Linked DNA regions of Mus musculus: region 1 is linked to region 2. A link is a contact called in public HiCAR-type data. All regions are on one chromosome and are shown on one strand. Each heading gives the region's core, a stretch centred on a gene start, on an enhancer-like site or on the middle of the called end of the contact. The rest is flanking DNA. Distances are from core to core; before and after follow the strand shown.

Region 1 (4,899 bases), core at 1,270-3,769, 140 kb after region 2:
CTCTATCATGCTTCTAAGCTTACTCCATGCATTCCTCAGTTCCAAAACTTCTAGGATTTTTGGTTTTCTTTTTTGTTTTTAGGTTTCCACCTCTGCAGAACTTCTCATTCCATCCATGGAGAGTGGTCTCACAATGACCTCTGTGTGTTCCCTTACAGCTCACTGACATTTCTGATTTTCCGTGTTCTTGAAGCCTTGTGTTGCTACCGACACATCTGGAAAAGCAGGCGTGTCCAGTCATTACTGAATGGCTTTGAAAGAGACAGGCATCCACTACTCACCCGAGCTAGGGATTCTGGGAGTCCCTCTGGTCTTTTCTGTGACTTTATCCCTTTGGCTCACAGTTGGGAAATGCCTTGGAAATATAAACCTCATCTGAATCTCGTAAAGCTAAGCCAAGCTCTGAGTTGTTCCCTTTCCCTGGGACGGTGCCCTGAGTGTTCAAGGTTAGTAGCCTGCTCCCAGCTCGGCAAAGTCCAGCTGGTCGCCTGCATGTGCTTGGGGCAACAAACAAAGGCTTATGCACACTGTGTTGGACAACTCTTCGCTCACTTCCGTGATGCAATGACTAACAAAAGCAATGGAAGGAGGAGTTTATTCTGCTCACCGGCTGGTCCATCATACTGTGGAGATCCTAGAGGGGGTGCAAGACAGCTGGTCGCAGGGCAGCCACAGTCAGGAAACAGATGAACGCCAGTGCCCTCCTCACTCTCTCTTTTTTAAGTCTAGAATCCTAGCCCACGAGATGATGTCACACTCACTTGGGGTGGGTCTTCTTACCTCAACTAGCCCAATCTAGATAAGACACACCCAGAGGCTAACTTAACAAAGTCCCTCATAAGCACGCCCAGGAGGTAATCTATGTGACCCTATATGCCACCAAGTTGACTATCAGCGTTAGTTTATGGGAGACCACTAGCTATTGGGATGTATACAGAATTCCCCGAGACCCATCTAGACTTCTAGCAGGAGCAACTGCAGTGGTGGAGGGATGTGACTGACCTCTCAGAGCTTCCAAGGTATCTGGATGACCAATCATTCTTTGTTGGATTCGAGACCCTGTCATTATGAACCCCGCCCCTTCTCCCCCACCCCACCCCCTTTCCTGCCTAGCCCCAGGCTATTTACTCAGGAAGAGGCAAAGGGTTTGAGTAGACCAAAACAGAACCACGCCTGTTGGGCTCCCACGTGACCAGGAAACCAGGCATTCGTTGTGTTCTTGTTTTCCCTCCTTAGAGAAGTCACCGCAGGAGGATGCTCTTGTCACTGAGTTCTGCAGATGGGGACCGGCCTATGAGACAGTGAACCTGCCTCATCTACTCTCCTTGACAGGCTTGTTCCTCCCAACCCTCACCCCCTTCCTCTAATGAGGTATTGAAGCCTCTCTGCTGAGCTCCCCGGGCCTCCCACAAAGGCATCCGTATGCATGGGCGGTTGCCAAACTCAGTGTGCCTGTGGGATGCTGAGGGCTGCAGTCTCCTGCTGTGCCTATGTTGGCAGTGTCTCTCCGTGTGTTGGTTTGTGAGTCACGAGATGAATGGCTACTTTTTATTGGTGTCTTAATATTCTTCTTTGGTTCTTATTGCTTTAAGAACATAATGCATACACACATGCATAATTTACAGGATCCAGTTGTTAAGACATCAGACAGGTAGATTTTTCTTAGTGGGGAGTGGAGGTCAGTGCCTGCAAGCCCAGCACTTTGGCCACTAAGGCAGGAGGATCATGAGTTCAAGACCAACCTGGGCCACACTAACAGTTACGAGCTAGGTTGGGTTAGAATGAGACTGCATCTCAAACACAATAAAGCAAAAACACCCACAAAAAAAAAAAAAAACAAAAACAAAAAAACAAAAAAAAAAACCAAAACAAAAAAACAATTCCCTTTCTGTTTACCCAGGAAACTAAAGACTTTATACTTATCCTAAAATAACACACACACACCACACCACACCACACACACACACACACACACACACACACACACACACACACACATCTAAGTGAACAGACATTCTGTTAGCTGAAGCTCTATGGATTACAGTCTTACTGAGCCACTGAAATTCTGGAACACATCCAATTATAATGTGCCAACAAGCCAAAACTATTGTAAACTTTGTTAGATATTGATATTAAATGTGCATAATTCAGTGTTTGAAGAGCCCTTTTTCCTAGGAAGAACACACAATTTCCTGGTATCTTAAATACATAGTATTGTGACAAACGTACCTTCTTATTTTTCTGTTTTTCTGCCTGTTGGCTATGGTTGAGTGGTTTGTTGGTTGGTTGGTTTGTTTTGGATCTTTGGGCTTTATGGTTTGGGGGAGTCTTTTGGGGTTGTTTTGTTTATTTTGCCACCTTAAAAGCTGTTAGACAAGCCAATATGCAGGATAACCTGCCATGTCTTCTGCTTCCTGTCCTGCAGAATCTGGTTATTTTCTGCCACCCTAGCGTCCTTTAGCCAGTGATACTGGAGCTGGCTCCGCCCCATAGGAATCTTGTGAGCCTATGGCTATACACTTGGTAGGCTGGAATCTGACGCAGAGAAGGAATACTAACACTGGGGGTTAGTCCATGTTTCAGAAGAAGGAGGGAAGGGAGAGGGGAGAGAGAAGGGGGGGAGAGGAAGGAGGAGGGAGGGAAAGCGGGGTCATCCTAGTTCTAAAAGTGGGCTGCTGGTAAACACTAGGAGCAATACGCCCCCTTGTGGCTGTTTTCAGGATTGCAGGAGATGCGTGGCTAAAGATCAATTATTTCATCCCAAACACTTTTTATATAAGGCTTTAGAATAGTGTTGATGTTTTTATTGTTAAATATCACCTGACTGCCTAGGTTTTATTCAAAGGATCCAAGGAACATGGTTTGAATAGCATTACCAAGGATTGTAAATATCCATTGGTATAAGCTTTTTCTTGCAAAATTTCGTTTTTTAAGACTAGATTTTCTATAGTTTGCTGTGGCCATGTCAAAGGAAACAGCCTGACCCGAGGTCATCTGTGTCCTTCATGTGCACAGTGGTACCACAGAGGAACAAAAGCCCCTCGGCTCTGCATATTAAGTCAAATGACCTGAAGTCTCCATTCCATTTCACACACATGATAGACAGTTTCTTATTGTGTCAGAACCCCCCCCCCCCCCCAGGCACCCCGGTCCTGGCAAGCTAGCTGCGTTCTTCCTTCCCTGAAGCTCCTTGCCGTATAGTTCCAGGTGACAGTTCAAAGACTACATTGCAGTAGAGCCTCTGCTTCCGCAGGAGGTTAACCTTGTCAGGTTGACAAGATCTAGAATCACTAAGGAAAAAAGCCTTGGGGCATATGGGGGCGGGGGGGGGGGGTTTCCAGACTGGGTTAACCGAGGTGGGAAGGCTCAGTATGGAACGTGGCAGCTGCTACCGGATAGGTTGAGCTAGCGCTCCCTCTCGCTCCCCCCCTCACCTTCTACCTCCCCTCCCCTCCCCTCCTCCTCCCTCCCCTCTTCCTCCCCCCTCCTCTCCTCTCCTCTCTCTCTCTCTCTCTCTCTCTCTCTCTCTCTCTCTCTCTCTCTCTCTCTCTCTCTCTCTCTCTCTCTCAGCCACTTCTAGCTCCTACCACTTCCCCACTATTCTCTTGTGAACCAAAACAAATCCTTCCTTCCTTAAGCTGCTTGGTTCAGGCATTTTGTTACAGCAGCAAGAAAAGTGAGCTATCTAACACACCATGCAGCTGTTCTAAACCAGTATCCCCCACCCACCTGACCATTATGTCAAGCAGAGTGAAGGGAAGCCAGCCTCTCTCATCCTGCAGGAAAGTTATCCAGTCCCGGCAGAGCAGGACCTCACACAGAGTTCCTGAGTTAAGAGCACAGGCAGGGTTTCTTTATTTAGCCCTGGCTGTCCTGGAACTCACTTTGTAGACCAGGCTGGCCTCGAACTCAGAAATCCACCTGCCTCTGCCACCCAAGTGCTGGGATTAAAGGCGTGCACCACCATTGCCCCAGCTACCATTAACTTTCATGTATTACCTGGCATTGCCTTCTGGAATGACTTTGAAGAAGGGACTTAAATTTGTATAGCATTCTTTGTCTGGGAGGAAAAAAACAAAACCAGAACTCACAGAACAGACCCGCTTTGGCACATACATTTGTATTTGCAACACACTATTTCGAAGGATTATGCCTTTAATCCTCGCACTGGGGAGAGACAAGTGAATCTTCTGGTTCAGTCTATTTGGTATTCTGTAAGATTTGTGTACGTTTATCGGCATCTCCTTCTTTTGGTTAGGGACCAAGTTTTTTCTACAATTTTGTTGAAAATATTTTCTATGTCTTTGACCTGGGTTTCTTCTTCTTGCTTCTTCCTCTATTCCTATTATTCTATTTTTTTAAGATTTATTTATTTTTATTTATATGAGTACACTGTAGTTGTCTTCAGACACACACTAGAAGAGTACATCAGACTCCATCACAGATGGTTGTGAGCCACCATGTGGTTGCTGGGATTTGAACTCAGGACCTCTGGAAGAGCAGTCAGTGCTCTTAACCACTGAGCCATCTCTCCAGCCCTATTCCTATTATTCTTAGACTTGAACTTTTCATAGTGTCCTGAATTTCTGGATGTTTGTGTCAAGAGTTTTTAGATTTAACTTTTCTTTTCTTACCAAGTTATATCTTTCTTTTACCAGGTCTCCAGTGCCTGAAATTCTCTCTCTACCGCTTACATTGTGTTGGTGACGCCTCTGTGGTTCCTGTTTTGAGTTCCTATATTTTTATTTCCAGTTTGCCCTCAGTTTGGGTTTTCTTTACTGATTATATTTCTATTTTCAGGTCTTGAATAGTTTTATTTATTATTTCCTTCCATTGTTTATGTTTTCATAGATTTCTTTAGGGGATTTATTCATTTCCTCTTTATCCTTAAGGATCTCT
Region 2 (4,852 bases), core at 2,225-4,724:
TAGAGTCCGGCTACCGGTGGGCAAGCAGCTCCAGAAGGAATGATAAGTCAACAGAATCCCCAGCCGTAAGCCAGGATTTTGTTCTCTTGGGGGTGGCAGTTGAGACAGGGCTTCCTGTAGCCCATGCTAGACTAGAATTCATGTTGATAAGGCTGGCCTTGAACTTGTGATTCTCCTGACTTGGAGTCCTTATCACTTGGATTACATGTGTGCCCTGCCATGCCCGGAGTTAAGTGTCTAATGCTGCATAATTGATTTTTTGTGTGTTTAACTTTTATTTATTTAATTTTTCTCATAAAACACCTCCAAGGTCTGAGGAGATGGCTCAGCTGATAAATTGCTTGCCACACTTGCATGTGAGGACCTGAGTTTGATCCCCCGGAAGATGTGAAAAACTAGGACTGTAGCCTGTAATCCCAGCACTGGGGAGGTAAAGAAAGGAGGGTTTCAGGGGCCCACTGGCCAGGCAGTCTTGGCAAATGTGTGAACTCCAGAACAATGAGAGACTCTGTTTCAAAAATCAAAGTGGAAGATGTCTGACAATCTTCAGCTGAGGTTATCATCCTGTTTACACATACACACATGCTCACACAACTCACACACATTATACACACCATACCACACACAAAAGCAGCACACACATGACACATACATACACACAGACACATGCCATACCAGAGACACAAACAACACAGACATAGGACACACATACACCACACACACGTACTATATACACTTCACACACACACACATTATACCACATACACAAACAGCACACACATAACACACACACACACCATACTGCATACACAAACAGCATAAACATAGCACACACACATACAGCACACACACGTACTATACACCACACATACATACACCACAAACACACATGTCACACACTCTATGCACATGCTATATAACCCCCTCACACACATGCACACATACACAGACACATACATAAGCCACACACATAGTCAACTGGATGTGCGATCACTGTCTTGCTTGCCTCTCACCGCTCCAAGTACCCAAGAGGGAGAAAGGTGGATAAGAAGTCTTAGCCTAGTGCTCTGCTCAGCACTTGTTTCTCCTATAAGAGATTCACTCCAGCCCTCTGCTCAGACCTCAGCACTCAACACTGCTGTTTGTCTGCTCCCTGGGTGGAAGAGGTGGGGGCCTTGCTTTCTCTATTTGCTGCACTGGGGACCTGAACTCAGGATACGGGAAAGACACAGCCATATGCTGTGAACTGTTCCTGTATCCCCTAACTCACACCCCCTGGGTGTGGAAAAGCTACATTTAGACACACCTAACACATGACAGGGGTGAGACGTAGACACCTAAGTAGACCCTACCTAGACCATCCAAGGTAGAACAGGGCCTCGGAACTGGCTGTCTTAGCATTATCCTTACTGGGCTTGTTCTTTCATTAAGTGGAGAATGAGCAAGAAGGGTGGAGAGTTATAGCCTAGGGACCCCTGGAAATGAATGGCCCTTGTGTCACAGAGGCCAGGTTCCAGTTTGCATGGCTACCTAGAGCCTTGTGGGCCAGCCTCCATGAACAGCTGGGGTTCAACTTAAGACAGCCAGTGCAAGGCTAGGCTGACTAGATATCTCAAATCCACAGCCTCGAGAACTGGTTAGTCCAACCCTTAGAAAACTGATAGAAAAGGGTAATCTGTGGCACTCTGGAAGACAAAGAGGTAGCATGAGGAGATGTGGTCAGTTATGTCTCAAAAGAGCCCCGATTCGGTTCTACATTAGATCTAATTGGTCTCTACATCTTGGGTTTTTTTTGGTAGGTAGGTAGGTAGGTAGATAGGTAGGTAGGTAGGTAGGTAGGTAGGTAGATAGATAGATAGATAGATAGATAGATAGATAGATGGTAGATATATAGAGAGGCCTAAAACACAGTCATCACACAGAAATAGATAGATAGATAGATAGATAGATAGATAGATAGATAGATAGATAGATAGATAGATAGAGATAGAGAGAGAGATAGGTGGTAGATATATAGATAGGCCTAAAACACAGTCATCACACAGAAATAGATAGATAGATAGATAGATAGATAGATAGATAGATAGATAGATAGATAGATAGATAGAAGATATATAGATAGGCCTAAAACACAGTCATCACACAGAAATAGATAGATAGATAGATAGATAGATAGATAGATAGATAGATAGATAGATAGATAGATAGATAGATAGAAGATATATAGATAGGCCTAAAACACAGTCATCACACAGAAATAGATAGATAGATAGATAGATAGATAGATAGATAGATAGATAGATAGATAGATAGATAGATAGATAGATAGATATCACACAGAAACACAGCCACCCTACCTGAAATTTGCCTTTATAAGTGTGGTTGTGTAGCCTGGGTCTCCACCTGTCTACACTGCAAGTATGCCAGCCCATCAACCCTGAGACAGGAGGGACTATAAGAGACTCCAACCTAAGATGCTAAGAGGAAGAAAACTCCTGCCTATTAAACCACAGCATGCTGTCTACCTCAAGCAGGATAAGATTAAAATGTGGCCCATAAAACCAATAACGCATGGCTATAAAACAAGGGCAGATGCCAGGACGTTTGCAACCACATCACCGTTTCTTGGTTACAAGCACACCAACAGCCACCATTTAGAGCAGAATTCCAGAGAACCACTCATTCATCAGTGGGCACACTGTCAAGTTGGCTCAAGTTCAAGGTTCGGCCAAGCAGGTTCCGCATGGGCTACTCAGTCAGCTCTGAGCCGGAAGGCCCTGGGATGTCTACCTTGGGCAGCCACACACCTGTTTGGAGTCAGGAGTGCGCAGATTCAGGCTGGCGGTGGAGATGGTCAGGGAGATGCTCATCCCTGCGAACTGGAGGTTGCTCTTCCCCAGGATGCTGGACAGCATCTTACTCGGCGGCTGTGAAATCCAAGGGGGAGAGATTAGCTTTTGATGCAGACTCTGTGTCTGAAAGGGCAAAGGCTGAGATGCCAGTATACCCCAGCCCCAGACTCTCAGTCTATGCACATTCAGGAATATGAGTTATAAAACTGTAAAAGATCTAAGATGTAAACTCTGGGGGAGAACTCCTTGTCTTCCTGGCTGCCTTGACTATAATGCTGGCGTCTCACAGATCCCTTTGATGTAAACCTCCAGAAACCACGCAGGCAGGCTTGGTGTCTCCATCACATGTCAGAAAGTCCTTATGGGAGTATCAGAGAGCTCCAGTGTCCAGCCAGTCACCTTCTCCTGGATCCCTAGGCACATGCTAAAGCCTTTCCTGTGTCCTCCAGGGCCAACCCACGCTTTCCGTTTGGCTAGAACGTCCTCTGATCACTATGCCAAAGAGTTCCTAATCAGACGCACAGTTCTTTAATCCAGTAGGAGAAACAGTGCAGCAGCTGAGGCTGTCTAAAGTGGAGCTGGGAAACAGAAGGTCGCATCCCTCTGCAGAAGCTCAGACCACAGGATGTTCCTGTGACTCAGATAAGAGGCCAGACGCAGACCCGCTGGCCTGGTATACCAACCACTCAGTGGGGAGTAGCCTAGTTAATGAACCAATCAGAATGGATTTGCAGTTTAGGGTGCCTGCCCAGCCAATGACCTGTCTCAAAAGACAAAGTTTAATGGAAAGCTTCTACTTCAAAAGAATACATCCTGCTGAACTTACCTCCGGGTTGCCATGGTTTGGCCGACCCAAACCTCAGCTCTTTGCTCCCAGATAGATGCTATTTCCTTTAGTATCCCTGCCAATTTATTTTCTTCTTTTTCTTTTTACTTGATGCTTCAAAAGAGCCTTTTAGAGAACTCATCTCCCCTGTGCAAGAGTCGGGTCAAGTGCATCTGGGGTACAGTCTGGAAAGCAGCCTTTACCTCCATCTCTTCCCACCAAGAGAAATGCAAGGGAACCACAAGACTTGTTAGGAACACTTCCTCTTAGAGATGGTGGTCTTCCTTGCTGTTTCCAGGGGGGCACCTTGCTTTCTGTATTCAAGATTCTAGAGCTTTGCTTGGTTCCCAGGGACTGACCATCACATAACATCAGCTGCCAAGTTCTGTGCCCTAGGCCCAGTTGCCCTATAGGTTCATGAATGTTCCCAGTTCTAAAGACAGAAGTGACTTGGAGACAAAGCTATCTGGAATCTGAAAGCTCAGACTGGGGCAGATATAAGGCTCTATGTGGTAGGCTTCCCCACAAATCCCTTCTAGGTGGGTAAAAGTTATGATTGTGGCTGCTGAACTATTTCTTTCTTAGATACTTAATGAGAGAGACAGCTTAATTCAATGTTTTCTTCTTCTTTTTTGTAGTGATATATATAGATAGAGATAGAGAGAGATAGAGATAGAGAGAGAGATAGAGAGAGAGATAGAGATAGAGTGAGTGAGTGTGTGTGTGTGTGTGTGTGTGTGTGTGTGTGTGTGTAAGAGAGAGAGTACAGGTGCAGATGTGTGCAAGCACGTGAGACTAAAGGTCATTAGGTGTCTTCCTCTAAAACTCTCTACCTCATACTTGGAGACAGAGTCATGGAACCTGAAGTATACCAATTCTGCAACCCTGACTGACCAGTGAGCCCCAGGACCAGCCTGCCTCTGTTTCTCTAGCACAGGGACTGCAGGCATGTGCTGCCAAGTCAGGCATTTCACATGGATAACTGGGGATCCAAACTCACATTATGCAACAAGCGCTTTACCAGCTGAGTTTTCTCCCCAACCCCCAGATATTTTCCCCTCCTAATCCAGCCATATTCAGGATGGAACATTCTAGAAGTATAGCTGAACATCTGCCTCTGGAGCAGGTGATCTGGCTTGACCGTAGCCCCAGCTCCTATCCACGTCGTGGCTTC

Evidence for each region. HiCAR-type assays count read pairs that join an accessible place to other places.
Region 1: a contact with region 2 is called in a HiCAR-type map of PVALB interneurons, with 4 times the contacts expected there. The contact joins two enhancer-like sites. A contact is called at or near these places in 1 of 15 datasets of contacts at CTCF or cohesin (CD8 T cells), 2 of 484 Hi-C or Micro-C datasets (nephron progenitors and uterus) and 4 of 115 datasets of contacts at active chromatin or transcription factors (CD8 T cells, PVALB interneurons and embryonic stem cells).

What each region holds. Positions count from the first base shown.
Region 1 is chr13:51,615,437-51,620,335 of GRCm38.p6, forward strand. No RefSeq gene overlaps it. Among named protein-coding and RNA genes, the nearest start is that of Gm52049, 21 kb to the right of the region's middle. Within about 2 kb of position 2,520, at least 60 of the 459 cell types and tissues checked have an H3K27ac peak or open chromatin away from gene starts, as enhancers often do. A contact at or near this core is called in PVALB interneurons, where this site is marked.
Region 2 is chr13:51,477,292-51,482,143 of GRCm38.p6, forward strand. It overlaps Shc3 (src homology 2 domain-containing transforming protein C3), which reads right to left. Exons shown (of 12, transcript NM_009167.5): 4 at 2,808-2,927. Among named protein-coding and RNA genes, the nearest start is that of Gm32834, 61 kb to the left of the region's middle. Within about 2 kb of position 3,475, at least 13 of the 459 cell types and tissues checked have an H3K27ac peak or open chromatin away from gene starts, as enhancers often do. A contact at or near this core is called in PVALB interneurons, where this site is marked.